Linked DNA regions of Mus musculus: regions 2, 3, 4, 5, 6 and 7 are each linked to region 1. The links are chromatin contacts, called in public HiChIP or PLAC-seq and promoter capture Hi-C maps. All regions are on one chromosome and are shown on one strand. Each heading gives the region's core, a stretch centred on a gene start, on an enhancer-like site or on the middle of the called end of the contact. The rest is flanking DNA. Distances are from core to core; before and after follow the strand shown. Region 1 holds the start of Foxo1 (forkhead box O1). Region 2 holds the start of Setd7 (SET domain containing (lysine methyltransferase) 7). Region 3 overlaps Gm20750 (predicted gene, 20750). Region 4 holds the start of Mgst2 (microsomal glutathione S-transferase 2). Region 5 overlaps Setd7 (SET domain containing (lysine methyltransferase) 7). Region 6 has its middle 39 kb from the start of Gm20750. Region 7 holds the start of Lhfp (lipoma HMGIC fusion partner).

Evidence for each region. Promoter capture Hi-C pulls out the DNA fragments that hold promoters and counts their contacts. HiChIP or PLAC-seq counts read pairs in DNA pulled down with a chosen protein or histone mark.
Region 2: an HNF4G HiChIP or PLAC-seq map of pancreatic cancer cells shows a contact between it and region 1. The contact joins the promoter of Setd7 here to the promoter of Foxo1 in region 1. A contact is called at or near these places in 8 of 39 promoter capture datasets (the HPC-7 cell line, embryonic stem cells, hematopoietic stem and progenitor cells and 4 more), 1 of 15 datasets of contacts at CTCF or cohesin (the NIH/3T3 cell line), 2 of 484 Hi-C or Micro-C datasets (CD4 T cells and embryonic stem cells), 16 of 115 datasets of contacts at active chromatin or transcription factors (the NIH/3T3 cell line, bone marrow-derived macrophages, cardiomyocytes and 12 more) and 3 of 9 other capture datasets (adipose tissue, embryonic stem cells and liver).
Region 3: a contact with region 1 is called in an H3K4me3 HiChIP or PLAC-seq map of pro-B cells, with 11 times the contacts expected there. The contact joins the enhancer-like site here to the promoter of Foxo1 in region 1. A contact is called at or near these places in 24 of 39 promoter capture datasets (the 3T3-L1 cell line, 3T3-L1-derived adipocytes, the C10 cell line and 13 more), 8 of 15 datasets of contacts at CTCF or cohesin (the NIH/3T3 cell line, embryonic stem cells, large pre-B cells and 3 more), 126 of 484 Hi-C or Micro-C datasets (the 4T1 cell line, the 63-12 cell line, the AML12 cell line and 56 more), 46 of 115 datasets of contacts at active chromatin or transcription factors (the 230-238 cell line, CD8 T cells, the SCID.adh cell line and 28 more) and 3 of 9 other capture datasets (adipose tissue, embryonic stem cells and liver).
Region 4: a FOXA1 HiChIP or PLAC-seq map of pancreatic cancer cells shows a contact between it and region 1. The contact joins the promoter of Mgst2 here to the promoter of Foxo1 in region 1. A contact is called at or near these places in 3 of 39 promoter capture datasets (hippocampal neurons and liver), 9 of 115 datasets of contacts at active chromatin or transcription factors (embryonic basal ganglia, embryonic hindbrain, embryonic midbrain and 6 more) and 2 of 9 other capture datasets (adipose tissue and liver).
Region 5: a contact with region 1 is called in a promoter capture Hi-C map of hematopoietic stem and progenitor cells, with 5 times the contacts expected there. The contact joins the enhancer-like site here to the promoter of Foxo1 in region 1. A contact is called at or near these places in 5 of 39 promoter capture datasets (embryonic stem cells, hematopoietic stem and progenitor cells, hippocampal neurons and 1 more), 1 of 15 datasets of contacts at CTCF or cohesin (the NIH/3T3 cell line), 2 of 484 Hi-C or Micro-C datasets (primitive type A spermatogonia and ventral hippocampal neurons) and 2 of 115 datasets of contacts at active chromatin or transcription factors (bone marrow-derived macrophages and embryonic basal ganglia).
Region 6: an H3K27ac HiChIP or PLAC-seq map of heart atrium shows a contact between it and region 1, with 12 times the contacts expected there. The contact joins the enhancer-like site here to the promoter of Foxo1 in region 1. A contact is called at or near these places in 17 of 39 promoter capture datasets (the 3T3-L1 cell line, 3T3-L1-derived adipocytes, the C10 cell line and 12 more), 4 of 15 datasets of contacts at CTCF or cohesin (the NIH/3T3 cell line, large pre-B cells, pro-B cells and 1 more), 9 of 484 Hi-C or Micro-C datasets (bone marrow-derived macrophages, cortical neurons, embryonic fibroblasts and 4 more), 29 of 115 datasets of contacts at active chromatin or transcription factors (the 230-238 cell line, CD8 T cells, the SCID.adh cell line and 19 more) and 2 of 9 other capture datasets (embryonic stem cells and liver).
Region 7: a contact with region 1 is called in a promoter capture Hi-C map of stem cell-derived epiblast-like cells, with 6 times the contacts expected there. The contact joins the promoter of Lhfp here to the promoter of Foxo1 in region 1. A contact is called at or near these places in 6 of 39 promoter capture datasets (3T3-L1-derived adipocytes, cranial neural crest, embryonic stem cells and 3 more), 1 of 15 datasets of contacts at CTCF or cohesin (large pre-B cells), 16 of 115 datasets of contacts at active chromatin or transcription factors (T-cell acute lymphoblastic leukemia, craniofacial prominence, embryonic basal ganglia and 10 more) and 3 of 9 other capture datasets (adipose tissue, embryonic stem cells and liver).

Annotation. Positions count from the first base shown.
Region 1 is chr3:52,266,507-52,270,246 of GRCm38.p6, reverse strand. Foxo1 (forkhead box O1) reads right to left here and starts at 1,910. Exons shown (of 3, transcript NM_019739.3): 1 at 825-1,910. The coding sequence starts at 1,445.
Region 2 is chr3:51,558,414-51,562,341 of GRCm38.p6, reverse strand. Setd7 (SET domain containing (lysine methyltransferase) 7) reads left to right here and starts at 1,519. Exons shown (of 8, transcript NM_080793.5): 1 at 1,519-1,824. The coding sequence starts at 1,785. 5031434O11Rik (RIKEN cDNA 5031434O11 gene) reads right to left here and starts at 2,357. Exons shown (of 5, transcript NR_160686.1): 1 at 2,134-2,357; 2 at 1,453-1,593.
Region 3 is chr3:52,922,364-52,926,092 of GRCm38.p6, reverse strand. It overlaps Gm20750 (predicted gene, 20750), which reads left to right. Exons shown (of 5, transcript NR_040555.1): 2 at 1,399-1,502. Among named protein-coding and RNA genes, the nearest start is that of Gm20750, 3.4 kb to the left of the region's middle. Within about 2 kb of position 1,987, at least 29 of the 459 cell types and tissues checked have an H3K27ac peak or open chromatin away from gene starts, as enhancers often do. A contact at or near this core is called in the 63-12 cell line, B cells, bone marrow-derived macrophages and 5 more, where this site is marked.
Region 4 is chr3:51,659,149-51,662,894 of GRCm38.p6, reverse strand. It overlaps Mgst2 (microsomal glutathione S-transferase 2), which reads right to left and starts at 1,716. Exons shown (of 5, transcript NM_174995.3): 1 at 1,589-1,716. The coding sequence starts at 1,646.
Region 5 is chr3:51,516,886-51,520,881 of GRCm38.p6, reverse strand. Setd7 (SET domain containing (lysine methyltransferase) 7) reads left to right here. Exons shown (of 8, transcript NM_080793.5): 8 at 1-3,996. Among named protein-coding and RNA genes, the nearest start is that of Gm36008, 7.9 kb to the right of the region's middle. Within about 2 kb of position 2,746, at least 97 of the 459 cell types and tissues checked have an H3K27ac peak or open chromatin away from gene starts, as enhancers often do. A contact at or near this core is called in bone marrow-derived macrophages and hematopoietic stem and progenitor cells, where this site is marked.
Region 6 is chr3:52,887,331-52,890,759 of GRCm38.p6, reverse strand. No RefSeq gene overlaps it. Among named protein-coding and RNA genes, the nearest start is that of Gm20750, 39 kb to the left of the region's middle. Within about 2 kb of position 1,434, at least 19 of the 459 cell types and tissues checked have an H3K27ac peak or open chromatin away from gene starts, as enhancers often do. A contact at or near this core is called in heart atrium, where this site is marked.
Region 7 is chr3:53,039,880-53,043,311 of GRCm38.p6, reverse strand. It overlaps Lhfp (lipoma HMGIC fusion partner), which reads right to left and starts at 1,765. Exons shown (of 4, transcript NM_175386.3): 1 at 1,538-1,765; 2 at 1-193. The coding sequence starts at 5.

The DNA.
Region 1 (3,740 bases), core at 661-3,160:
GCCCAACTGTGGAAGCCTTTCTCTGAGTGCAAAAAGTGTGGCCTCCCAGCCTGGAGGCACTGGCCCTTTAAAGGTTCTAGCTTCCTGTACACCCGGTCCCTCCCTCCTCGCCTGCTCCCGCCCCGGCCAAGGGTCACACTTGAACTTTAGATTGCCCAGAGCCTAAAAGCCTTGGCCACCCACTTGCGCGCGTCCGAAACCGTACCCAGTGAGTGGGAACGCTCGACCACCTGCTCAGTGCCCAGGCCACTTTGGTTAAAACCAAATTTGCCCCGGCCTCCGCAACTTTCTGCAACCGCTGGCCCGCACACGGCTCAGCCAGCTGCGCGTTTGGCTATCCCAAAAGCTGCGGGAGCCCCGCGCCTGCGTGCGCGCGCGTGGGGGTGGGGGATGTCTCCAGTGCGCCCCGCACCTCCGCGGTCGGGTCCCGGGGAAACCTTGGCGGCCGAGGGTCGGGAGAGTGGGTGCGCGTGTGGGTGGAGGAGTCGCCCGACCCCCTCGCAGGAGGTCTGGAGTGTCAAATGGAGAGGGACCTTGGAAGCGAACCCCTCGCTCCAACAACTAAGCTAACTTTCACGCCTGCTCTGCCATTTCACTTAAGTTCCCAAACGAGCCCTGCCCGGGTCTCTCTAGAAGTCCCTCGCCTGCACCTGGTCCAAATTTGGCTCTGGGTCTCCGGGAAGCCCCCGCCACACCTGCCATTTCTCGCCCCGCTCTCTCCGTGCGCCCATCATTTCCGGGCCCCGAACACCCACACTGCCGACCCTCCGCCGGCCCCAACACATCCCCACCCCACCCCCCAGGGCCGCCCAGAGGCCGTTCACCTTCCAGCCCGCCGAGCTGTTGCTGTCGCCCTTATCCTTGAAGTAGGGCACGCTCTTCACCATCCACTCGTAGATCTGCGACAGGGTGAGCCTCTTCTCGGCTGAGCTCTCGATGGCCTTGGTGATGAGGTCGGCGTACGACAGGTTGCCCCACGCGTTGCGGCGCGACGAGCTGGTCTTGCGCGGCTGTCCCGCGAGTGGCCCCGCGGCGGCGGCAGCGGAGGGAGGCACGGGTGGGGGCTGCGACAGCGGCCCGGTCGGTGGGGGCTGTGGCGGCGCTGGGTGCACGCAGCCCGCCTCGGGGCCCTGGAAGTCCCCGCACAGGCCCCTGCTGGCCGCAGCCGCCGCCGCCACGGCCACGCAGCCTGGCGCCCGCGCGAAGTCCTCACTCTCCTCCAGCAGGCTCAGGTTGCTCATAAAGTCGGTGCTGACAGCGGACGCCGAGGCCAGGCTCGCCGCGGCGTCGGGGTTGGCGGCCGCGCCGCCCGACGGCGCCGGACTGGAGGTGGTCGAGTTGGACTGGTTAAACTCCGGCCTGGGCAGCGGCCAGGTACAGGAGCGCTGCCGGGGCAGCGGCTCGAAGTCCGGGTCGGTCTCCACCACCTGGGGCGCTTCGGCCATGGTGCCCCCGCCCCTCCCCCACCAGCAGAGAAGTACCGGGAGACGCGGCCACCGGGGGCGCGGAGCGGGCGACCCGAGTGTCGCTCCGAGATTGGGGGGCCGCGGACGGCGGACGCACGCCGGAGTCAGGCGCGGCGGGGCGCAGCGGACGGACGCGCCCAGAACTTAACTTCGCTGGGTCACCGGTGTCTAAGGAGCCTCCGAGTTCGTGCCTAGGACGGGGCACCGACCAGGCCGCGGAGCCCGGCAGCTCGGGCACCGCGCTCCCGCTGACAAGGGCCGCGGACGCCAAGGCAGACGGGCGGACGCTGCGGGCCGCTCTAGCTCTCCGCGGCCGCGCGACAGCGGCGCTGCTGCCTGTTGAATGTGGCGGCGGCGGGGACTGAAGCGACTCCGCAGACTCCCGTCTTACGGGATCTGCAGCGGGCTCCCCGCCCGCGGCGGCGCGCGCGCCGCCCCGCCCCTGACTGACAGGCTGCGCGGCCAATGGACGCGCGAAGTCTCCGCCGAAGCAGCCAATGAACGCGGGCCTGGGCGGGCGCTGCCTTCCCTCGGGAGGCGGCAGTAGGTTGGTGGGGGGCGGTGGGGTATTTTTCTTTCTCACACACTTTTTTTTTTTTTTCCAATCTCCGTTATTATTTTCTGTAATTCTCAAGTGTTTCTGAGTCTCTGGCGTCTCAGCGATCGGATTGCTAGGAGGCAAACCGGCGTGGAGGCGGCTACCATACTTTTGTTTACTACAGAGTGCAATCGAGTACTCCAGGCAGAGCCCAGACCCTGACTCCCGGGATGGCGCGGGGCCGCTGCGCGCTCCCGGACGCGACGTGGGCGGTGGGGCGCCTCGTGGATTCCACTCAAGCCCGCTCCGCCCACGCGTCTTCGCGCAGCTCTCGGGAAGTCGGTGGGGTTTGTTTTGGAGGAATGTTTTCTTAAGCTGGCATCTGCCCTGGCCGCCCCAGGCGCGCAGATCCTTCGGTGAAGACCCGTCGCTCTGCGGCTCCGGAGTAACCGCTTCCCACCCTACCTGTGCACACCTGCAAGACGAGCCTCTGCGGCTCGGTCCAGCCCCCAGCCTCCACTCATCCTGAACCCCAGAGAGGTGCGGCGCGGGGAGAACACTGTTGCACAAGCACCTAGCTCCAGTAGCGCCTCAGATCCGACGTCTTCTATGGGAACCGCTTTTCTGCCACGGGAATCTCACTTTTTCCTGAGGACCGGTGTGGTGGCTAAAGAGTCAGAGGAGCGCTTAGAGACAACTTTGTCACTTTATTACCCCTAATTAAGTTTAACTGCTTGCTTATTTCTTTTTTATTTAGCATGGAAGCGATGAGGTGTTGAAGTCGCAAAAGGAGATAAGCCCCAAGTGTTGGGGCACAGCTCCGCCCCTCAGTTCTTTAAACTCACAGAGTGAGCTCCCAGACCCGCGTATCTAACACACGTCCGGCGGAGCCAAAGGTAGAAAGACAGTGGTTCTTTTTGCCTTACAGAATAGAAGAAAATGTTCCCTCGCTTGATCCTCTGATTTGCTTTCTTTTTTAAAAAAAAAGAAATATGGGTGGCATTTTCTTTTATTGGCTAGGATGCTTTAGAATTGAAGATGCATATTAGGGCTTTAAATATGTCCAAAAACGCAGCTCCAAATGTCTTGTTGCGGTTGTACTTCGCTCTTCTTTCTTACGTGGAGTTTTTCTATGTAAAATGAGACTCCAAAAGAAAACCAGCCTTCTTACTCCTTCCACTTTGTCTCTAACGTCTCGCTAATCCAGGCCCCTATTCCCCTATTCATAATCCCTTTTTCTGAAACGGCTGCCTACTGATAAAAGTTTTGAGTGGCGATCCTGAACCAGAGGTGCCGAGGACAGTTTGGTTAACTGTCTCTTCACCTTGACTACAAAATTTGGCTTTGACAACCGCTGGGAGACTCGAGTAAATGGATGAGCCTAAGCAGGACCACAAAGAACAACCCTCTGGTGCTCCTTTGTAATCACACTCTGCCGAGGTGGGCCCACAGTCAGACAGCCGCACCCTACAAATAGGCGGAGCACTAGAGGACCATTCTTGGCGATGAAATCCAGCTGTGAATTTGGCCTTCGCCTCATTTCTGTTTCGGTTTCTCAGGGACTGTTGCGATGAGAGCATTTGGTTAAAGGAGTTTTCCTAAAGCTTTCCCCAGATCTTCAAATTCTCTAAGGCCACTGTCCCCAACTGTTTCTATAAGTGTCATAGTATAGGCTAGTGATACAGCCAAGGCTTAACAAGAGTGGGACCCTAAGCTCAATGCTAAGACCAAAAAAG
Region 2 (3,928 bases), core at 270-2,769, 710 kb after region 1:
GCAGCGATTAATACCACCATGCCCTGTTTCTTTTACTTTTTTTTTTTTTCTGGCTGACATATATCAGCCAGTGGGGGTGCAGCTCATTTGGTGGAGAGCTTGCTTTTCTAGCATGGAAAAGTCTGGATTGTATCTCCAGTACTATAAATTCAGCATGCTGCCAAGGTTTGTAATTACGGGGCTGTGAAGATAGAGGCGGGATGATTAGCTCAAAATCGTCTTCCTGTATACAGTGAGTTAGAGGTGAGAGACCGGGCTACAGGAGATCCTGCCTTAAATAAAAAAGAAAAAGAAAATGAAAAAAAAAAGGCATTTAAGAAATTAAGGAGGGGGGGGACTCTCTCAGGCTTTGGAAGTGACTTGAAATCCTGCCTCATTTATTGTTCAGAAAACGAAAAGGAACAACTTTCTTTGGTTCCTGCCCCATCCTTCCCACCCGCCACGATGACTGTTCTTGGCAGAAGGCCAGACCAGCACCGGGTAATTCCACAGTACATTGGGTACATGCGCATGCATTTAACCCGCTATTTAAAGAGATCCTTTGCTGCCACCTGTAAGAGGACATAATGACACTCTTTAAGTGGCTGGGCTGGGAAGGGAGTTTTCTTCCCTCAAAGATGCCTGAGTCTGTGAAGTGGTTGGCACTTGGAGAAACTAAAGAAACATCTAGGGACATCACAAATACAGGACCGGAGGCGAGAGAAGGAGGAGCGCTAGACACAGGGTCCTGGCTCCGGCTCTCCGCTTGGTGGCTCCATCTTCAAGACAAGGAGAAGGAATCGGCCAAAGCTCGGGTGCGGCCTGATTACCAGCCTGCTGCCATTTGGGTTTGCTGAATTCCTGGATCTCTCTAGGGGCCTGGAGATGCGAAAGAAGATGGAGACTGGGGACTCCTGGGTAGGACGTTCAGTCGGGAGGAATCCAGGACGCAGGACGCCCCCTGGAGTCGAGGGAACTGGCTTGTGGAGGCAGCGCTGGGCAGTGGAAGGGGGACGGGGCACCTGCGCTCCTGGGCCCGCCGCACTTTGCAACTCTGGGCAGTAGCGAGCCGAGTGAAGTGGGGCTCGAGGGCAAGAGGAAGTAGAAGCTCAGGAACCAAAGGCTTCCTTAGTTCCGAGTGCGCTCCAGCTGTCCAGGAGTGAGATAGTGGTAGGAACACCCAGCATGACGCACTTCCAAGTCCCTGGTGGCACATCGTGGGGTATCAGGTGCTCTGAGCCCCTCACCCACCCCAGGCGGGTACCCTCGAGGCCCCCGGCGCTAGCGAACAGCCGGCGGCGACCTGGACCGCGTGGCTGGCGAACAGTGAACCAAGCCAAAAGGTAAACGCCGCCTGGTCTGCCCACTGCCTGGTCTTAAGAGGCGGCGCAGCTCCGGAGCACCTTGGGTTCTAAGGATCCTCACTTCTGGGAAAGGACAGGGAACTGTCAATCAACGAGGGAGGGAGCGCACCGGCGCCGGGTGATGTCAGCGGATCAGCTGCTCCATAACAAAGAGGGGGTATCACAGGAGAAAGTTGCAGTGGCGGCAGCACCCCAGAGCCTCCGGGACCGGGGACGAGAGGAGAGGGGGCGGCGGCTGCGGCTGCCGCGGCTGGCGGAGGAATTGAAAGGACTGTAGGGGGAGGCAGCGCGAGCCGCCCCGACTGCTCCTCCTCTTCCTCCCCCTCCTCCCCCTCCTCCAAACTCGCAGGGCTTAGCTCCAGCGCTCGCTCAGCCACCAGGAGCACCCAGAGGGACGGGAGCCGGCCGCACGGCCCCGGGCTGGGTAGGGTCTCAGCCGCCATGGATAGCGACGATGAGGTGGTGGAGGAAGCCGTGGAAGGTACAAGCTTTTCTCCAGGACTCTGGGGTGGGGACAGGCGCCTGGGGCGGAAAGCGCCAAAAGAGTGGCGGTCTGCGACGCGCGCCGGGCCGAGCCGAAGGCCGCCGCGGTCCCTAAGCGGATGGCGGGTCGCTCGGCTCAGGCGGGGGCTGCACTGCCTACGCCACGCCGCCGGGAGCGTGCGGGGCGCGGCGGGGCAGGGGCGGGGAATGGGGCCCCGCGGGGTCCGCCGCCCTGGGAAAGCTGGGCCCCTGCATCCCGCCTGGCCTCGGCAGCATCCTCCCTGGGAGTTGCGACGCTGCCTAGCACCTTGGCCTTAGTCCTTGCGGGGATGGAGGATGGGAGGGCAGTCCCTTGAGGCCCGCGATCTCCGCGGGGCAGCGTTGTTTCAGCCACCTCGACTTCCCCTCTCCGACCGCCTGCCCTTTTCCTGACTGAGTCGCTGCGTCCCATGGCCACCAGGGCCGGGTCTAGGTGGGTCTCCCATCGCAACGCACCCGGCCGCACACCAGGCACATGGCGGCCCTGGCCGCTCCTCCGGGGTAAAAAAAAAAAAAAAAAAAAAAAAAAAAAAAAAGATGAAATCATGGCTAGGTAGAGCACGCCGCTCCCCACCAGGCTACCCTGCCCCTGGGCGAACTCAGCCACCCGCCCTTCCCCCTCCCGGCTTCCCAGCGAGGTGCAGGCGCGCCGTGCGGACGCTCCAGCCGGGACCCAAATTGCTGGGTGACACTTAACTTTCTGAATTCCGAGCTGTCGGCTGCCGGTGATATCACCGCCTGGGTGTCAGGTTTCTCCGCCCCCTCTTGCGCACCCCTCCCCCGACTCCCGTCGCCACCGTGTTTTGCTGAGTTTCTCCGCCTCTTTTTTTTTTTTTTTTTTCTTTTTTGCCCCCCTACTTATAAAACGTCCGTGGCGACGTTATACAATCTCGTTGTTTGTGGCTTGAGAGGTTATGATTTTGTAACAACGAACACTGGAAAACACTCTTAAGCGTATTTATTATTTATCTTATTCTATCCCAGATAGTGTTCCCGTGATGTTTTTGCAAGATTGCGTAGTGTTGTTCCAGAATTTGTTAAACACAGCAACTGACTAATTTTAAGTCGGTGGTTGAATCTGGTTTTGATCTCATTTGTATAAACAGGTCTGACAAACGATAAAGAAAAAGTGGCTGTGCTTAACAAATGCATATGGATATGTACTTGTTAGTGCTACGTGGGGAGAAATCTCTTTGGTGTGTCCATAAATACAACTTTTGCAGACTGCTGAAGGCTTAGGGTGAGATGAAGCAGAATAATTTTTTGAATTTCCGGAAAGGCATCCATTCTAATTTACTTTGTAAAATGTATTTCTTCATTTTAGTTTTTGTTTTGTTTGTTTGTTTTTTTTTTAACAACTTTTAAGTACATAGTTTTGCTTGTAACTTTTGGAGAGACTAAAATGCGGATCCACAGAGCTTACATTTCTCTAAATAAACCCAGTGTTGGGATTAATGAGGCCCAGCTAGCATTGTTTGAGCCAATCATAGGAAGCCTTCTTTAACTTCCAAAGTTATTGACTTCTTGTAAATTTCTGCTATGACAGAAAAAGTGTTCTTAACAAAGTGCCACTGTCGCTCTCATTCTTCCTGGGGTTTTTTTGCCCTAAACAGTATTTTTTAGGTTTGTTTGTGTTGTTGTTGATGATGGTGATTTTTTTATTCTTTAATGTCATGCGCAGTGGTGTTTCTGTTTGCATGTATGTCAGCGTGAGGATGTCATATTCCCTGGAACTGATGTTACAGACAGTTGTGAGCTTCCATGTGGGTACTGGGAATTCTTCCCAGGTTTTATGGAAGAGCAGCCGGGGCTCTTAACCACTCAGCCATCTCTCCAGCCCCTCCTCCTGTTCTTTTACTTGCAATTTTTAAAAACAAACCCTTAAGCACAGATAGTGCCCCCAGCCCAAGCCACCTTCTCCAGGGCTGATGTTTAGAAAATGTGCTCTGTTGTTTATGATCCTAGCACTGGCATGTGAACAAAAACCAGGCCCGTGGCATACACACCTGCAGGTGGAGGCGGAGGCAGGAGCATCAGGAGGTCAAGGTCACCCTCGGCTGCAT
Region 3 (3,729 bases), core at 738-3,237, 660 kb before region 1:
GAGTGGGTAAATGTTTAAAGTTTGCTTACAAAACAATATGCACTCAGCTGTGGAACAGACCCCTGTAGATGAGTGCGATTACAATCGTAATAGAAAGTAGTTTCTCTCTCTCTCTCTCTCTCTCTCTCTCTCTCTCTCTCTCTCTCTCCCTCCCTCCCTCCCCCCACCCTCCCCCTCTCTCCCTTCCTTCCTTCCTTCCTTCCTTCCTTCCTTGCTTTCTTTCAGATTTATTTATCTATTATACACTGTAGCTGTCTTCAGATGATCAAAGTCTCCGTCTCTGGAAAGGGTAAAAGGTTCCACTTCGGTCCCTCCGGTCCACTCTTCCTTCCCCTTCTCCTCCCTCCTGCTTCTTCACTCCCCTAGTCACTCTTTTTTACTTTTCTTTTTTCAGACTTCCTTCCCCCAAGTCCCCCAATTCAGCTTTCTTCCCATTTTTCCTGCTTTCTACCACTTTCTTTTCATTTTCCTTCTGACATATATTAAAATTTCCAAAATATCCCAGTGATAGTGTTGACCACAGAAGACAGATCCATTATATCTGTAAATCCCATTCTTACAATAGTTACAACTTTTATTATTTATTTTTATTTTATATGTATGTTTGTCTATATGTCTGTGTGCAGTACCCAGAAAGACCAGAAGAGGGAGCCGGTGCCCTGGGACTAGACAGCTCAGATGCTTCGGAGCTGCTATGTGGATGCTGGAAACCTATCCCGGATCAGCAAATGGCTGAGCATCTGTCCAAGTCCTGTTGTTTTAACAATTTGTAAAGACTACTAGGCAAATTTGTATTTATTGTGACTTCATAAAAGGACTCCATGGCCAAGGAATGACTCAAGAAGAAACAGTATAACTGAAAATCAGGTAGTAGCTAAAGTCCCAAGGCACAGACACTAAGTGTGGACATGCTGAATAATACCCAGACTCCCACACCAGGCCGCGGTTACTAAAGCACACAGAGGAGGTACAAACTCTGTTTTCAATTTTCTTCTGGAAAGTTACCGTGTTTTGGTTTTTCTCAAACTGGGTATACAAATAGGCTCTCCAGCTTTGAGACTTTTTTTTCCCTCCCATTAAAAGTCATCTTCCCATCATGGAAACTTAGAAACGTTGTTTTGCTACAAAATTTTAAACCTGAAATACTTCAAGTCTCAGGAAACTGCCTAATAGGCACCCAGAGAGTCCTGTCAATCAAACCCAGCAGATTTGTTGTATTGTCTCTGGTCTCTAATCCTGTTAAAAGAGTTGAATGGTTTATATAAATAGTTAGGGCCCTGCTGTAGACTCCCTTGCTGTTTTTCCTCCTTACTGCAGAATTCAAGGCCTTGTTGAATTCATTTTGTGGCTTCATGGTTGTTTTCTGTGGTTGCAATTATTGTACCCTTCTTTCACTAGAAACAAATGGATAAGATGTCCGACTACTGGCCTGTTTCAGATGCAAATGTGAAGAGTATCCCAGGTTACAGAGCGAATGCTCAGAAAAGAGATTCACGACAAAGGTAATTAATCAACCACGGTTACACTCCAAAAAGATTTCCTACATACAAAGTTTCTAGTTCTTTAATATGTGGTGGAAGATGGGGGGATGGGTTTCACCGGTCTGATTCTTCTAATTCTGACACAATTTCTCTCTCTCTCTCTCTCTCTCTCTCTCTCTCTCTCTCTCTCTCTCTCTCTCTCTGCAATATTATTCATGGGCAGCAGTGGTGTGTGTGTGTGTGTAGGGGGTGGTGCTGTATGCACCAGGGTGCTTTTGGAGACTACAACTTTCAGGAACCTGTAGGTCCTGAGGGTTGATCCTGAATTGTCAGGCTTGGATGCAGGTGGCTTTACCAGCTGAGTCATCTTGCTGGCCCCATGATGTTTTTGTTAAATCACAGAATCAATGGGAACTGGGAATGAGAGCTCTGGCTCCCCAGATGTGGCTACTTGTAGAACCCAGCAGCCCCAGGTCTCTTGTAAGCATTGGAAGCTGTGAAAGAAAGACTTTCTTTATTCTGAGAGGGAACAGAAACTAATGCTAAAGAACAGAAGACAAAATGGGGAACTTCGCTGTTGAAGACGGAAATAATATCTACTTATTACTTCAATAAGATTATATACTGCATATATCACCCAAACAGAAAGAGAAACTAAAAGCTATAAATACATATTGATGCAGTTTTAGACTCTTGAGTATTAGTGGTCTTTCAGTTTTTAACAAATGTCCTAGTGGCCATGGGCTTTAGAACGGTGAATTAAAATAAGATAAAAGTGTGATCTCAAAATTGAGATGACATCACCCATGAATAAATTTCCTAGTTATTTCACCTTTGCTGCCTTGTTTCCTAGCGTGGGTAGCCTTTAAGATGCTACTCTAGGATGCGTCAGCATGCATCTGGCAGGTGGTTGCAAGCATGACCCACCTGGGAAGAGGGAACCTCAACACGGAATTGCCCCCATCAGATTGGCCTATGGACTGTCTGAGCGGGTGTGGTTTGTGATTTCTCATTAATGTAGGAGGGTCTAGACCACTGTGGGTTGTCCCGTGCAGTATAAAACACACGGGACGCAAGCCACCATGCAGAGCTCCTCCATGCTGCCTCGCTTCCTCTCCCGGGTTCCTTTCTTGAGTTCCCTCCCTGGTTTCCCTTGACGATGGGATAACTATGGGCCAAATAAACCCCTTGATCCCCCAAGTTGTTTTTGGTGAGTTTCATCCCAGCAATGGTAAAACTAACTAGGACAACACGTACACTGTGAGTGCATAGTTACTTTTTTTTTTTAAGATTTTTTAAATTTTTATTTATTTTATGTATATGAGTACACCATTGCTCTCTTCAAACACACAAGAAGAGGACATCAGACCCCATTGCAGATGTTTGTGAGCCACCATGTGGTTGCTGGGAATTGAACTCAGGACCTCTAGAAGAGCAGTCAGTGCTCTCAAGTGCTGAGCCATCTCTCCAGCCCCAGAGTTACTTTCTTTCTTTATTATTTATTGATTTTGCTAGGACTCTGCCAGGAAGAGTTTGTTTGAAACATAGTAACTCAAGATCTGATTGAAGAATTTTATTCTCCCTAATAGGATACCAAGTTATACTGGTAACGATTTGCCTCTTAAGAATTATAGTCTGTGACTCATTTTTTTAAATCTAGAACGGGGCCGAAAGTCAGATTATGTGCATCTAGCATAGATCTGCTTCTGAGCTTCATAGCTGAAATAAGGTAGACCAGGTTAAAGTTGAGAATTGTTTTAAAGACACACGCACAGGCAATGTTCTCAGAAACTCCCACTCAGACTTGCCCTTTAACAGGTTGTTATACATGACAACAAGGAGCACTACCGGGCTTTGTATGTATTGGTTGCCCAAAGGACAGAGGTATAAAGTGAGCTGTTACCGTAACAACAGTTAATAGGTCAGAGTCTCACGCGTACACTTGGCTTTGCCTCTGTTGATTTATTACACCAATCCCATTTCTTGGATATTGCCATTCACATTCTACTGACGAGAAAGTTGAGGATTGGAGAGATTAAGCAATTTTCCCAGGAGCAACCAGCTAGTGAAAAGTCTGAACTCGAATCGACTCCCGTTTCCTGAGTTCAGAGCTTGTACATCAAACCATCACATGTTTTGGGGCTATTGGCTATGGAAGCACTCTCTTGAGTGCTTCATTTCTGTGAGACAAAATATGCTGACAAAGTAATTTAGTGTGTGGGGGGGGAGCGTTTGTTTTAGCTAACAA
Region 4 (3,746 bases), core at 467-2,966, 610 kb after region 1:
AGGACCACTCAATCACAGAGCCTTCCCCCGGGGAAGCCACTTCTCTATTTGGCAGCTTCTCTGTGCAGATAAGAAGTTTAGGAGGGGAACAGTGGTAAGGACCTATTCTGGGCCAGTCACCACGGAGGTACTTCCTACTCAGGATCCTGTTTAACTTTCTGTGCTGAGGAGATGGAAAAGCAGAAAATCCTGGCCTGGAGCAGTCAGCTTCCGGAAGGCTGAACCACACAGGTCCGGGTGCACTTCCGGAAAGGTGGACTACACAGATCTTGGTGGGTCTGTCTTAAAAGCCTGAATGAATTAGGTGTCCTAATTCTGTGAACAACAAACTTCTGTTGAAGTGGCTGGCTAAACAGTATCTCTCTGTCTCTTTGTCTCCGTGTCTCTCTCTCTCTCTCTCTCTCTCTCTCCCTCTCTCTCTCTGCGATCCACCCCCAACAATTAAACTTTTTTTTTCTGCCACAAACATCATTTTTCTGGTCTCTTCTCTTCCTGTTCTCGTCTTCCATCACCATCGAACTGCCTCATGCCTGGTCCCAGCACACAGTGTCCTCAGCATGAGTCAACACACAAAAGGCTCTCTGTGGGGATAGAGTCTCTGTGGGAAGGGACATGTAGCCCTTGTCCCTGTTGCCCCCCCTTGTAACTGCAAGACCAAGGTACACTGTTTGCTTAGACCCAAATTCTCCAGGGGTTGGTAGCAAATTCCTGCTCTAGTCCACAAAAGCACAGTTTCCCTTATCCACAAAGCAGACTGGCTAGGCTAGCCACTGCGCGAGTGCGGAGACCCTGCTCTCCCACTAAACAGAGCAGTCATTTCCTCCCGGCGGTGTGCAGCCTGCACTATCCCCAGCTCTCAACCCAGGTATCTGGAAGATGCACCCCAGAAAGAATAAACAGGCATTCTTGGTAAGCAACTGTTCACTAAGCATGGAAGGAAGGTAGCATGAGTTGAGGAACTTCGCTCCTGGGCAGACAGAGTCTCCATTTATCCAGGCCGAGGTGGATGTGAAGTCATCCTAGTGGAGATATCTTGTAATATTTAGAATTCATTATGTAATCTAAACTGCATATTTCTGCAGAACTTTACCCTGGTGATCAAATCTGCCATGGGCAATTTTTCTTAAAGACAAAACAAAACGAAACAAAAATGCTTTAAATGTTTACAACCAACTTTAGAGACAGGAATAGTTTCCTGGTGAACATGCCTAACGGCTGTCTGTGCTCTCCATTTTTATGTGCTCACGGCCCTGCCTGAGACTCCTGGGGCTCCCGGCACTGAGATATGAACTGTCACCATAAATGATAGAGTCACTGGGCTCAGAGGCCCACAACATCCCAGAGAGAACATCCTCAAATTCTACCCATCTCGGGGAAGGAGTGGGCAAGCCACTCTGAGCAACTGTCTGCTGGGCACCCAGAACTACCAACAAAATGCAGGCATGAAACCTAAACACTGAAGCAATCTCTCTCTCTCTCTCTCTCTCTCTCTCTCTCTCTCTCTCTCTCTCTCACACACACACACACACACACACACACGTGTGCACACACATACACCCGTGCACACACACAGCTCCAGTGTTCTTACTTTGCTGACAGGCAGAGAGAAGAGAGACTGCAGCCAGCAGGCTTGAATCCCCGGCCATCTTTCTTTCACTCTCTGATCTCTTTCACAGAACTGTTTGTAGGAAGTCAGATGAAGAGCATAGGTGCTTTAGGACCCTGAGGGGCTGGTCTTCTCCTTTATAAAGGCAACAGAGTTGAGTCAACAGGATTGGGAAAGAAAAAAAAAGCAGGATTCAAGGTTGAGTAACAACCTTTGCACTGGAAGAGAAAACCACAGAAGCAGGCAAGGCTGGGCTGCTGGCACAGAACCATATCTGTTTCTTTCTGAACACACCCCAGACACACACCCTACACAGACACACACCCTACACAGACACACACCTTACACACACTTCCTACACAGACTCACACCCTACACAGACACACACCCTACACAGACATACAGATACACAAACACACCAGCTCGCCCTGCGGTGAGCCTTCCAGCCTCAGAGCCTGGGCTACTCTATTTTCTCTGCCTCTTCACCAGCTCTTTGGCCCTTCACTCTGCCCAAAACCTTTCTGAGATCTCTCTAATTCCTAGTGTGAAGTTCTTATGCTAATTTCATATCTATGCTAAGATGACTTGATTCACCTAGTAAATTGAAGATCTAGGATTAAGTGTTCTTGTGTACACACACACACACACACACACACACACACACACACACAAAGACTCCAGATTGACCCTCTTGAGCTGCCTACTGAGTTACTGTCTTTTTTTTTTTTTACCAAATACACACACACACCCCGATCTCTCCCAATTCCTCAACTCCAGCTCCTAAGAGACAAATTAAAAATAAATAAAAGCCTGAAGCCTACGCACCTGCTCTGCCTTATTAGTCATTTTTTGACGCTCTCTTTCACTGGGGACGTGGGGCCTCTGGTCCTCGAGCATCTGTAGTTCCTGCTCTAGGGTCCTGAGGTGTTTAACCACATCTACAGGGTGGAGCAAAGTTCAATGCAAAGGGTCTGAGAGACACCATCTGCCCTGGGGGGCTGGGCCCGAGCCTGGTGATGATGCATAGCTGTCTGGGTGGAGAAGATCATGTTTGCCCAGGAGGCCATGCCTGTCCATGCTAGATTCCTCAGGTGGCTTAAAGATGCCCTTGACCTTGTACCAACAGGGTACTAAGGCTCCCCAGTGTCAATCTTGTCATGCCCCTGTCCCCAACTCACCAGAAACCTTTTGCATCTCTTTTGAGGCAGATTAATCCTGCCATAAATAGGTACTACCTCTAGAAAGGTAGAAGATCACAGCTGGTTGTCTCCTCAGGGCTTCACTCAGGGACATTACTGACCTTCTGCAGAGACAAAATTTGTATGTGATCCTACCATGAGAATATTGCTGTGGAAGCAACAAAAGCCTACAAAACTAGGCTTTGTTTTATTTTTTAAATATATATTGTTGTATGTATATTATCTGAACCAACAGATATAACAGTGAGGCACTGAGTGGAAGGACCAGGGATAAGAAAGACCAAAGCTGGGCCAGGGAGGTCTGTACCGGCTGGTCACTTATGCCAAGCCAGTTTATTAAGAATCATGGCATGATAAAAGCCTGTCTTCAGGGAGAGTAATGGCCAAGGCCAGCAGAGAGCTAAGTCAGACAATGTCAGCAAAGAGAACACAGACTACCTCAGACACGGTTGTTTTAGGACTGCTAACCATAGCCCAGAGTGGAGTCAGGTCCCAGAAGCCACCACCTTGACTCCTTCAGAGCACTGGCTCCGGGATGAGGCAGGCTTTGCCATTCTGAACAAGGACACAGAACTAATGTTCCTTTCGTCCTTTTCATCCGGACCTTGAAGTCTTGGATTAGTCTACTTTGTGTGTGTGTGTATTTGCACACATGCATGTGTGTGGTATGTGTACACATATATGTGTGTACAGGTATGTGTGTGTACAGGTATATGTGTGTACAGGTATGTGTGGACAAGTGTGTGTACAGGCATGTATGTATATACATATGTGTATATGTATGTGCATATATGTGTGTGTGCAGGTATGTGTGTGTACATGTATGTGAATATATACAGGTATGGGTGTGGTGTGTATACATGTATATGTATGTACAAGTATGTGTGTGTGCAGGTATGTGTGTATATAAGTATGTATGTGTATACAGGTGTGTGTATAGG
Region 5 (3,996 bases), core at 1,497-3,996, 750 kb after region 1:
CTATGGCCAGTGCAAATGGTGTTGTCACCCTTGCATGTTGCCAACCGCAGGGCAGGAAGCAATTACATCTTTATATACACGTAGGGTCATTTGCCTTTTAACCTTTGATCTGTATCTCTTGCAGTAGAATGGCTTTGTTTTTGTTGTTCCTCTCCTAGTGACCCGAAGCCCAGTGTTTTGAGTAATTTCTTTAGCTTCACTATACTAGCTATACTTTACAAGAGAAAGCTTCCACTTGGATTTTGCATTTGTAGCAGCGTACAGGTCTCTCTGGTCCTTTCTCTGCCATTTCACTCTTACGTCCTGATATAAAGTCCTGGCTCCTAGGGCCAGACTGTTATTTATAGACTTACTATTCTCGCATGTAAACAAGGATATCTTTGCTTTCAGATGTGAGAAGAAATGGATTTACCTTGTTTGCATCAAGTTATGGAAGGGTTTTAAGATACACTTTCAGGAAGAAGAGAGGGAAGTTATATCTAAGCAGTTGTTATGGCAACTTTGCAGTATCTCCAGTAGTGTTGCTAATTTTTTCTTCTTCTTGGGTACACATTAATTGTACATAACCTAGTACAGTCTGGCTTGTGACACACACAGCTCATTGAATTCAAACACAATAGCCAGTGTGCATTCTAAGGCAGAATGCAAAATTCTCTTTGAAATCAGTGTCACGAAGGCAGACATGCTGATATCGATAGGTACAAATCAGATCTCTAGCTAAGGCTTCTCGTCACAGCGGATTTCAAAGCATTTAGCTGCTTCCAAGAGTTCACACCTGCGCGGTTAATCCCGCTAGCGTCTCAGCCTCCTCAAGCCATATGTAATCACAATTGCAGAAGTACAGAGAAAACCCCATTATTTTACTTTAGCACATTAGATCTGTAATGTAACTGGGTCGCTCTGAATGAATGCCGAGTTTGGGGAACACTCCCCTCCCCCAAGGTGTCCATCACCGAGAAGGCCTGGGAACAACAGTTGCTGAAGCCGGTAGCTGTCCACAGTGCTACCTGTGGCCTGTGTCGGTTTAGGCTTAAAAGCTAAAGCTTTCCAAGCTGCAATAAAGGGCTCTGGGAAAGGGGAGAGATGCTTGGGAGTAGGTGGAAATGGAGAGAGGAGACAGGTAGAGAGCGGTTTGATATTCTGTGGTCAGTTGCATCTTGGTCTTCACAACTTTCAGGAGTGCTTTATCTGGGGCTGCGACACAGCTTTTCCATCAAGAGCCCCAGGTGGAGAACTCAGCCCTCAGTTGTGATAGCCACCCCTGGGCTCTTTCACAAGCTTCCTGACATACCTACCGTCAGGCTCTGCACCCAGGTGACGATGCTGCCCGGGAGTGCTAGTCACATCCCTGTTTGAAAGCTTAAGGAGCGAGTTCCCTCGGGAGAAACGTCCTCTGGACTTTCGAGGAGCCTCCTGCAAAGAGGACTGAATAGTTTTCAGACTGCAAGTCAGCAGGATAGGATGGCTTCTATTCTGTAGAAAGACACCATTCAGTAAACTCTGACAGGAGGCTGAGTCTGTGGGTTCAGATTCTGAGAGGAGCTTTTCTGTAAATGTGCCCAAAGAGAGTTGGCTGCTTTGGGGAGAACAATGGCTGAACTTCAGTGACCAGATGAGAAGGAGGACGGAGGACGAGAGAACAGGTTCCACCTCCAATCGCCCAGGCTCACAGGATTTCACACCTGGGGATGGAACCTTAGCCTCAGTTGCTGTAGGGGCTCAACCTCTATCCTAAAGGGCTACTCTAGCAATCTCATCCAAATGGGACTCAAAAACAATTTGGGGGGGCTTAAGGGCCAGCAAAAAACGTTTAGCAGGTAAAGGTGCTGTTGGCAAGCCGATGGCCTGAGTTAAGCCTTAGGACATATATAGTAGGAGAGAAACAACTCCTGAAGGCTAGCCTCTGACCACACCCAGCATGGCACGCACCCGCCCCTCCACACACACACACACACACACACATGTGGCTGGGAAACCGATCTACTTTTCCCATCCCACAGTGGAGGAAGACACACTGGACTTCAAACCCAGCAGCAATGTGTCGGTGACCCTTAGACACAGGAAGCAGACCCTCAGAGCCGAGCCTCCCTGTCTCCCCTCGCCCTGGGTTCCTGGTGCCTTTCAGCTCCTTTTCTTCTGCTGTGTGAGAAGCCTGGGTGTGTGTGTGCAGAATGGCAGCCCAGCCGATTGCTCCACCTCTTTCCTTATGTCTTAAGTTCCTCTTCTCTCTTGCTGGACTCTGTGCCTTTCCCTGACTGTGACCCATTCCAGTCACTGCCCCTGCCTCCGCCTTCTCTATCCCTCTCCCTCCCTCTTCCTTTCCCTCCCTCTTCCTTTTACTCCCTCTTCCTCCCTCTTCTTCTCCCTCTCCCTCCCCTCCCCCTTCCCTTGCTTTCCCTTCCCCCTCCCTCCCCTTCCCCCTCCCCTTCTCTCTTCCTCTCTCCAAGTTACCAAGCATAGGTAACTTGCTTAGTCATAGGTTGCAACTGTTAAAGAGGCCAGAACCTCACTGTGGAGAAGAGAAGCAGACAGCATAGGCGCTGCATAGAGAATTAGCTGCTGAGGGAGGTTGGGGTTTGCTCCTTGCTTGAACCAAAACAGAAAAGCCTCCGAATGTGCCTTCTACTGTAGAAGGACATAGGAAGCGGGCAAGTCTGGTCTTCTCTCAGGATCATAATCACAAACAGCCATGATTGAGATTCTGTGTGGTAGAGAAGAAAAAGAACTGTGCGCTGTCTTCCTGACAGCTGGCGCTTGTGGGCTTACCTGCCTGACGTCAGCACGGGTCTCGAGAGGCCTCATTCAGAGCTGTCTCAGTCCAACCCTGCATGACTTGACCCATCTTTAGCATCTTTCCTATGCTGAACTATTATTGCCTTGTGTTAGAGTTAGGAGTTAGGACTAGGAACTAATCCATGGAGCACGTCCCCCCTAACTGGGGCATACGCTGGAACTAACAGAAGCAAAAGAAAGAACTGAAATTAGGACACAAAAGAATGATAAGGTTACAGAGTAACAGGCGGAAGACTTGAGTTTCTTAGTACAGATTCTTATTTTAATCCTCTCAATCCCTGACCTCTCCAGCAACTAAAAAGGAAACCTTTTTTTTTTTTTTGTCAAGGCCTCTTTGAACCTGACTGGGACTAGAGTTCAGCCTCATTCCCCTTTGGGGTTCATCAGTCTTGAAAAACTGTTTCCTTATCACCAACCCTCACACACACACACACACCCACACACCAACAAGGCCATGTAATCATTTACAACATTTAATTGTGACAATTAAAGTTGCGTTGAGCAGCAAATACAGCTCAAAGTCCAACATCTGCCTAGCAGCTAGAGGCCCTGGCTTACGTCCCTAGTACTGGGAGTGGAAGGGTCAATTGTGAACACTGAAATAAAAGGTTGTCTTCGTGAGACAGTATGTGACACTTTTATTAATTTTACTTAATTGGTTTAAGAAAAAAAATCTAAATTTCTCACTGCAAAAATGCACTTCTACATTTTCCAAGAAGGTCAAGAGTTCTAGGCTTTGGTTATTCTCAAACAGCCACCTCAAATTCTGTCTTCAAAGTAGAGATTTAGAATCCAGACATCTTTTATTTTAGACAAACAAGCAAAACTATGTTGCAAGATGGAGAGTCGCAATGTTTCTTTGCTGCAGATCAAAGGTTCACAAATATCTTCAATTTCCAGGTACAGGGAGGTACCTTGATAGATTCCCGCCCTGAGGCTTGCATTGCTGCAGCGGGGCAGCGGGGCTTGGATTGCTTTCCCTTCTAAAATTTTAAGCTTTGGTGTCAGTGTTTTTTGGGTTTTAGTTTTGGAGGGTTGTTTTTGGTTTTGGTTTGGTTTTGCCGGGGTTGGGGAGGGGAGGGGAGGGGTGGTGATTTTTGTTTTCAAAAAGACTCAATTTTGTAAGTTTTATTTTGCCAAACATGTGCATACATATTCAAAGCAATGAAACTATTTCAAGCCATAAAGCCGCAGGGGTGGAGC
Region 6 (3,429 bases), core at 185-2,684, 620 kb before region 1:
ATTCTTTCATGATAATATAAAAAAAGAGTCTTATGATCACAGCCTCTGTTACTTGGAAGCTGAACAAGGACTAAAAATTTAAGGATAGCCCAAGTCATATAGTGAGATCCTATCTCAAAAATTAATAACTAGAAAAAAACACACACACATATAACAGCAAGGGAAATACCCAGTCAACAACAAAAATATCTTCAAAGCAGAAGGAATGTTCTGTAGACTTCTATCTACTTTGTCTTCCTTTCCAGTCTTGGTTTTGAGCGGCAGCAACCTGGTTCCTTATTCTCATCTTTGAACCAGAAAACAAATCAGACTTTACCTGAAAATTATTGTATATATCTATTCTATTGTACCTTGGAGTACTTACGGGGAGAGGCACGGATAAAAGATTTGCTGTTTTCTATCTTGTGTGACTCAGAGAGGTGGAGAACATCACCATGGGTACTTACCCTCAAACCTATCAGCGAACAATAAATCCACAGATGCTAGGGGTAAGATTCTCCCTAGAGACATTAAATAAACCACCAGAAGCCAGTAGAGAGAGCTGCTATGAAACATCTTGAGAAATCAGAGCAGCTACTAGCAACTGTTTTTAGGGTGATCTGGAAGCTACGTGCCTGTCCTAATAAAAACATCAAGTTAGCAATTTTAGGCAAATCTTAGATTTCCACCCACGTCTGTGGATCAGACTTAGTGCAAACCAAAACAGGGGAACCTTCAGTATAGACTCAAAGAGGTGCCCCCACATACTCTGTGTGTGTGTACTTGTGTGTGTGCATGTATGTAGGTGTACTCTCTTGTTTGTATGCATGAAATTGATAGAGGGAATCTGATCCCGGGTTCTCATGTTTGCCCAGCAAGAACCTTACCCGCTGAGCTGTCTCCCTGCTCCTGTATTCAAGGAATTTTGATCAAAATATTACCTGTACAAAACTTAAAAACAACAACAACAACAACAAAAACTAGACTTCAGTGAGCATACATGATAAGGAACACTTTGTAAAGATAGTATGAAAACAAATTCTCTAAACAAAAGAACTACTGTAATGTTCAACAATCAAACCAAGCACAATACACAGCAAATACTGAGGGAAGTGGAAAATATGACTTCTAGAATCATAACATTTTAATAATCAAATGATCAACGTTCAACAAGAAAAAAAATCACAAGATACAATGAGAATAAAATGTGCCCATACAGGAAACTATGACTCATTAAAGTGGACAAAAGAATCAACAGTAACTGTCCCTAAGAGATCCCAGACATCAGACTCTAAAGTAAATCTTTTAAATGTGCTCAAAGTGCTAAGATAAATATGGACAAAGAACTAGAGGAAATCAAGACTAAAAAAAATGCCATCAACAGCAGTAGCACCCTGAATGAAGGCCCAACAGTAACTCCAGGGCTAAGAGCTACAGTGACTAAGATCAGCAATGGCTGCGGTCCAGAAGCACACTAGAACTGGCCAAAGAACGAATCAGGGACATGGAAAACAAGATATTTAAATTAGAGTCTGAACAGTAAAAAGTGAAAAGAAAGCATAACACAAGTGGACTGAGTTTGAAGGACTTTCAAGACCTCATTGAGAAGAGCGACAGAAACATTATTGAAATGCCAAAAGGAAGGGGAGAGGGAAGATACCAAGGAGATTTAAAAAAACATACTATCCAAAATGTCTTCCCGTTAGTTTCATGAAAGACATGAATCAAGCAATCTTGGGAGAGTCTAAACACGGTAGAGTTGAAGAGGCTGACGTGAAGACATATTTCAATCTGCTAAAGGCCACACACACACACACACACACACACACACACACACACCAGCCAGATGACCTGTCAGTTTCTCAGCAGGAACTAGAAGGCAGGAGGCTGTGGGATGATCTGCCCAAAATTCTAAGCAGCAATGTCACCTGATAATTCTGTGCTTGGCGAAGCTATCTAAGTCAGGGTGTGTGGGAAAACTGCTAATTCAGGTTGAAGTCCACTGTGACTGGATAGCTTCTGGCCTCAGAGGTATATCGTAGACTCCATTAGTGGGGCTTCTCCTTCTCTGACCTTGTCTGAGAAATTCAAAATCCTCACACATATGACTCTACCTGAGGAATGTCCCGCAGTTTCAGTTAGACAACAGGACCAATTTCCTTTCTCCTGATAAAACCTGTTCAGCGAACACCTGAGCTTTCTGAAATGCTTGCCCATGCTAAGGAGACATTTTGGTGCCCTAAGTCATCATCCAATAACCTTAACCCATCCTGGATGTTCCTACCCTCAGTCCCCCAAAACTTTATAAGCCTCTAATCACCCTAAGTAAAGTTGATCTGCCTCCCGATAGCTGGTCCTGGTGTGGTCATTCGCTATACATACATAGTCACAGGACTTCCGAACTCCCAGGCCCTGGCCCTTGTGGACAGTACGTGCTGATGATCACAAGAACGGGGAAAGCCACAAGAGTGAAGTTGGGAAGTGCTGATCATACAAAAGCTGTAGGGTTTTTTTTACTTATTCCCAGTCTTGACTGACAGGCAATTGTAAAGGAAACCACTCCCCTACGGCACAGTAGCATATGCCTGTATTGTCAACACCCTGGAGGCTAAGGTGTGAGGTGTGCCATCTCATCTAACCCATCCTAGGACACACAGAGAGTTCAGGGTCAGCCCAAGCTACATTATGAGACTCTAATAAACAATAGAATTTAAAGGAAGTCTTTTAACCGGCGAGGGGACTGGGGGGAGAAACAGAAACCTGAAAGGGGACATGAAAATCTTTGTTAGTGGTAGATTCATGAACAAGCATGAAAGCCAATAGTTTGAAAAGCTGGTTTTAACTTTATTCTTCAGAGTTTTTTTAAAATATAAATTTTAGATGAAAGTATATAAAAAAAATTAGAAATATATTACTAAGTATATAATATATAAATATTAATATAAAATTAATAGCAAGGCAAGAGGGTAGAATTTTATGGAAATAGCTTTTGTATACTGAAGGTTAATTTGATATCAGTTAAAATTAAATTGTTATAGCCTTGGAAGAGTGTATGAAATTGACAATTGACATGGTCTCAATAAAGAAAATATCTCTAGAATAAACATAAAATTGTATAAGAACAATGTCACTATAAAAGCTCAACTAAATACAGAAGAAGGAAGTAGTGGAGGAAGTTAGAGAGCCAAAAATGTATATATGTGTATTTAAAAAATATATAGAAAGAAACAACAAAATAAAAATAATATAAGTAATTGCACTAATGTGGATGTCTTAAAGGTATACACCAGCAAAGTGGGTTTTCTTTTAAAGTTAGAACTATGAGCTGTTGACAGGACACTCACTTTAGACCTAAATATAAAACTGAGTTGAGGTTTGCGAAAATATTATATCTTTATGTTAATCAAGAGAATGACAATTGAGTAGTTACACAGAAGTATTAGACAAAAT
Region 7 (3,432 bases), core at 516-3,015, 770 kb before region 1:
GCCATCTTCCAACAGGCAGTGCAATGAGGGTCCGCTGTGATTGCACTAAAGGTGTGAAGGAAGGCGTGTAGTCACAAGAAACTCCCAGGTAGTCCACCGCTCTTCAAGGCGTATGTAGCTACTTGCCGTAACAGAGTTTCAGTATTACCGCGATCAGCTTCTCATACTTTGGAGTGAAGATGGCTGGTGGCCCCTGGTAAAATGGAATAGGAAACAAGGAAAGCTAAGTATGTCTAGCATATTTACACGTCTCAAGAAGCTCCACGGTTTTCATTTAGGAAACTTCAAACTTCCTTCAACGCTTCAAAAGTGGGAAGAACTAATTCTCTCCATACGCATCTCTATACAAGTTTTGCCAAACTAGCTCAAAGCTTTTCCACGTCTTTATCTCCTGTAAAAATGCTCCCAAATTAACTCTGACAGCTATTTACTTAAAGAAACGAATGGCTTCTATTTGCCAAGCCAGTGAATTCATTTCACATACTCACATTAAAAGCAATGTAGCATTTTTTACTAGCAGGAGACATAATTCCGGATATTAAAATAAAATGGACCATACAGTAGTTTGTTTATTTGGCTTGCAAGTTCACACTTAGTTTCTAGCCACTCCTCGGCATCACTTGATGAGTGTGCCAACCAAGCAACATGATAGTGGGAACTTCATACAATTACAGAAGTACTGTAAATTTAACTAACAGTATTCACCACTCAGGTGTATACATTGGATATATAGTTACACACCCCCAGTTACTGTAAATTTAACTAACAGTATTCACCACTCGGGTGTATATATCGGGTGATATATAGTTACACACCCCCAGTACTCGATAACACTAAAAACGCCTTCTGTCTTAATTTTCCGGGGCAAATGTGTTCACGCCTCCTATTTTGACTCCTTGGCTTCAGTGCTTTCACCTGCTGGCCATTTCAGACCAAGCACTCACTCTTTTCCAATACCTAATGTCAAGTCAGCTATTCAAAAGGGTTCGATGAGGTGGGCTGGCTTGCACACCTGGCTACACTCTCCACAAAGAACACAGAAGAACACCCCCACCCCGTCGGGTTCCATCTGCAAACTGCTTCCAAACTCCAGTCTCCTACACTTTGCTCGCCCTCTGTTCTGGATTCTACCCAAAGGGGAGCTCCCTCTGGCTACGGTTTTTAAAATCGTGTCAGCTGTGAGCAGAGGCTGAAGTTGAGTTGGTCTGGGGGTTACCATTAAAGGTGGGGAGTGGGAAGAAAGGGACCTCTTTCTCAGCTGGAGTGAGTTACCCTAGTCCAGATGAACTTAAACCCACCATCCTCCCCCAAAACTGCTAGACGCACGCACCGCACCCTGGAGCACACAGGAACACACACAATGATCTCTGGATGCAAAGCGGCACGGGGAAGTTCTTGCAGCCGGCTCTGAGAAAGGGACGGATAAGGATGGAAAGGAAGGCAGCACCCCCCGGAGGCCGACAGGACCTCAGCTGAACTATGCCACTCGGAAAGACAGGAGGGACCCGGGCACGGGGCCCCGGGGCGCGCTACTTACCCGGTCGGGCGGCGGCCGCGGTCCCTCGCGAGTCCCGGGCGCAGCACAACTTGCTGTCTTTCCCTGGCGGGGACAGCGCGGCACCAAAGAAGACTGTCTTTCTTGCCTTTGCCACTATCCCGACGGAGATCGAGGCGAGTCTGGAGAGCTGGGGTGGAGGGTCAGGGGGACCCACCCGGAGAGCCCGCCGGCTGCGGCCGTGCGGCCCGGGAACACGGTGGATGCCGGCTCCAGCTTTGGCAGGCGAGGCACGCGCCGCCTCTTCCCCGCCCTCCCTTTGCCGCTGTCCCCTCCCCTCGGCCCCGCCGCGCAGTCCTGGACGCGCGAGAGTGGGGGCGGCAGACAGACTGAGAATCCAGGGAGAAAGTTGCTCGCCTTCCCCGCAGCTCCCCGGGGGCGCCGAGGCCACACCCGACCCCTGTTTGCTTTTCTGGGTCAAACCCTGGGGTCTGGGGCTGCAGTGTTCGCGCGGCCTTTATGAGGACCAGGATGGGAAGTAGCCTCAGAGATGGGGAGAGCGATGTCTATGAGCTTTAAGGGGCTCTTGAGAAGTGGTCACTTTGGAGGGCAGAGAGCATGACGGGTGTGGACATAGGAAAGAGAAGGCTGGGCACGCCATGCGAGGCTGCTGGATTCCGTGGGGGCAAAGCCAGAAAGAAAGAAGGCAGGCTACTCCCCTGCCAGCCTCTCCCAACAGCTGCAAACCTTTGGGAACTTCTTTCAAGACATTTCTCTTCCTCTTTTTCCTCTTCCTCTTTCCTGGGTTTCCCCCCACTCCCTTACCTCCCCTCTCACCCTCTCTCCTCTTTCTGCTACCCTCCTTTCTCCTCCCGTCCCCTTCCCTGCCTCTTACCCACTCCACTCCCCAACCCATGATCAGCTTTAACATCTATCTACACAACCTTTGAATTTCCTTTCTGAAATCTGCTCCTTTTGATTTCTTCTCAGGCCCTGCCCAGTTCTGACTTGCCATCAGCCTTTTTAACCCTTCGGAAGCCAGAGCCGTATTCTGTGGGTGACTGACTGACCTCTGGAGTCTCCACAGAGGACAGTTATTTTAGGAAGCTGCCATCTGGGACCAGCAACTTTTGAAGTACATACTTGCCTAGATGCAGTTTTTGTGATGTGCCTTTTTCAAAGCAGCTGGAAGTAATAACTGGGTAGGAATATATTTCATAATAAAATTTCGAGTGCACCATTGAATTGGGCGGCATCAGCTGGAGACAGGTTGTTTCAGGATTGTTTGAAAGGTTTTAAGTGATTGATTCCAAGCCTTTCCTTTGTAGGAATAGGATACAGGTAATGAGCCTCCCAGGAAAGCGATGTAATACACATTAAGTTTATCACAATAGTCTTGAGAAGAGGAAAGAATAGTTCCTGGGAGACATTTGGCAGAGTCTGGAGATATTTGGGGTAAGCATGACCCATAGACTGGGAAGGCCCTACTGGCAGCCAGTCCATAAAGCCAGGAGTCTGCTCTGTAACTACACAGGGCACACCCAGAATCATCTAGCTTGAAGTGTGAGTAGGGCCAAGGCTGGGAAGTCATGTTTCAAAATGTCACATGGTTTTTAGCTCACCCATGAACCTCAGGTTTAGAGATCTGGATTTGAAGTTTTCCTTTGTTAACGTACGTTTTTTAACTCTGCTTGTGCAAATCACCAGTTATTGAGCATGGTGGCCATATAATAACAGGTCTGACTTGTAGCTAAATACCACCGCCTGGCTATCACATATCTCATATCTATGTAATGTGGAGGTAGCAGATACCAGCCTAGACAAAATTATACAGTGGCAGCCAGACTCACCCACACACAAACACTCACTCACACACTACCCACCGGGTATCCAGTCTAGGACACTTTCTCAAGCTTAGAGGAGCTTGAGAAAGTGAC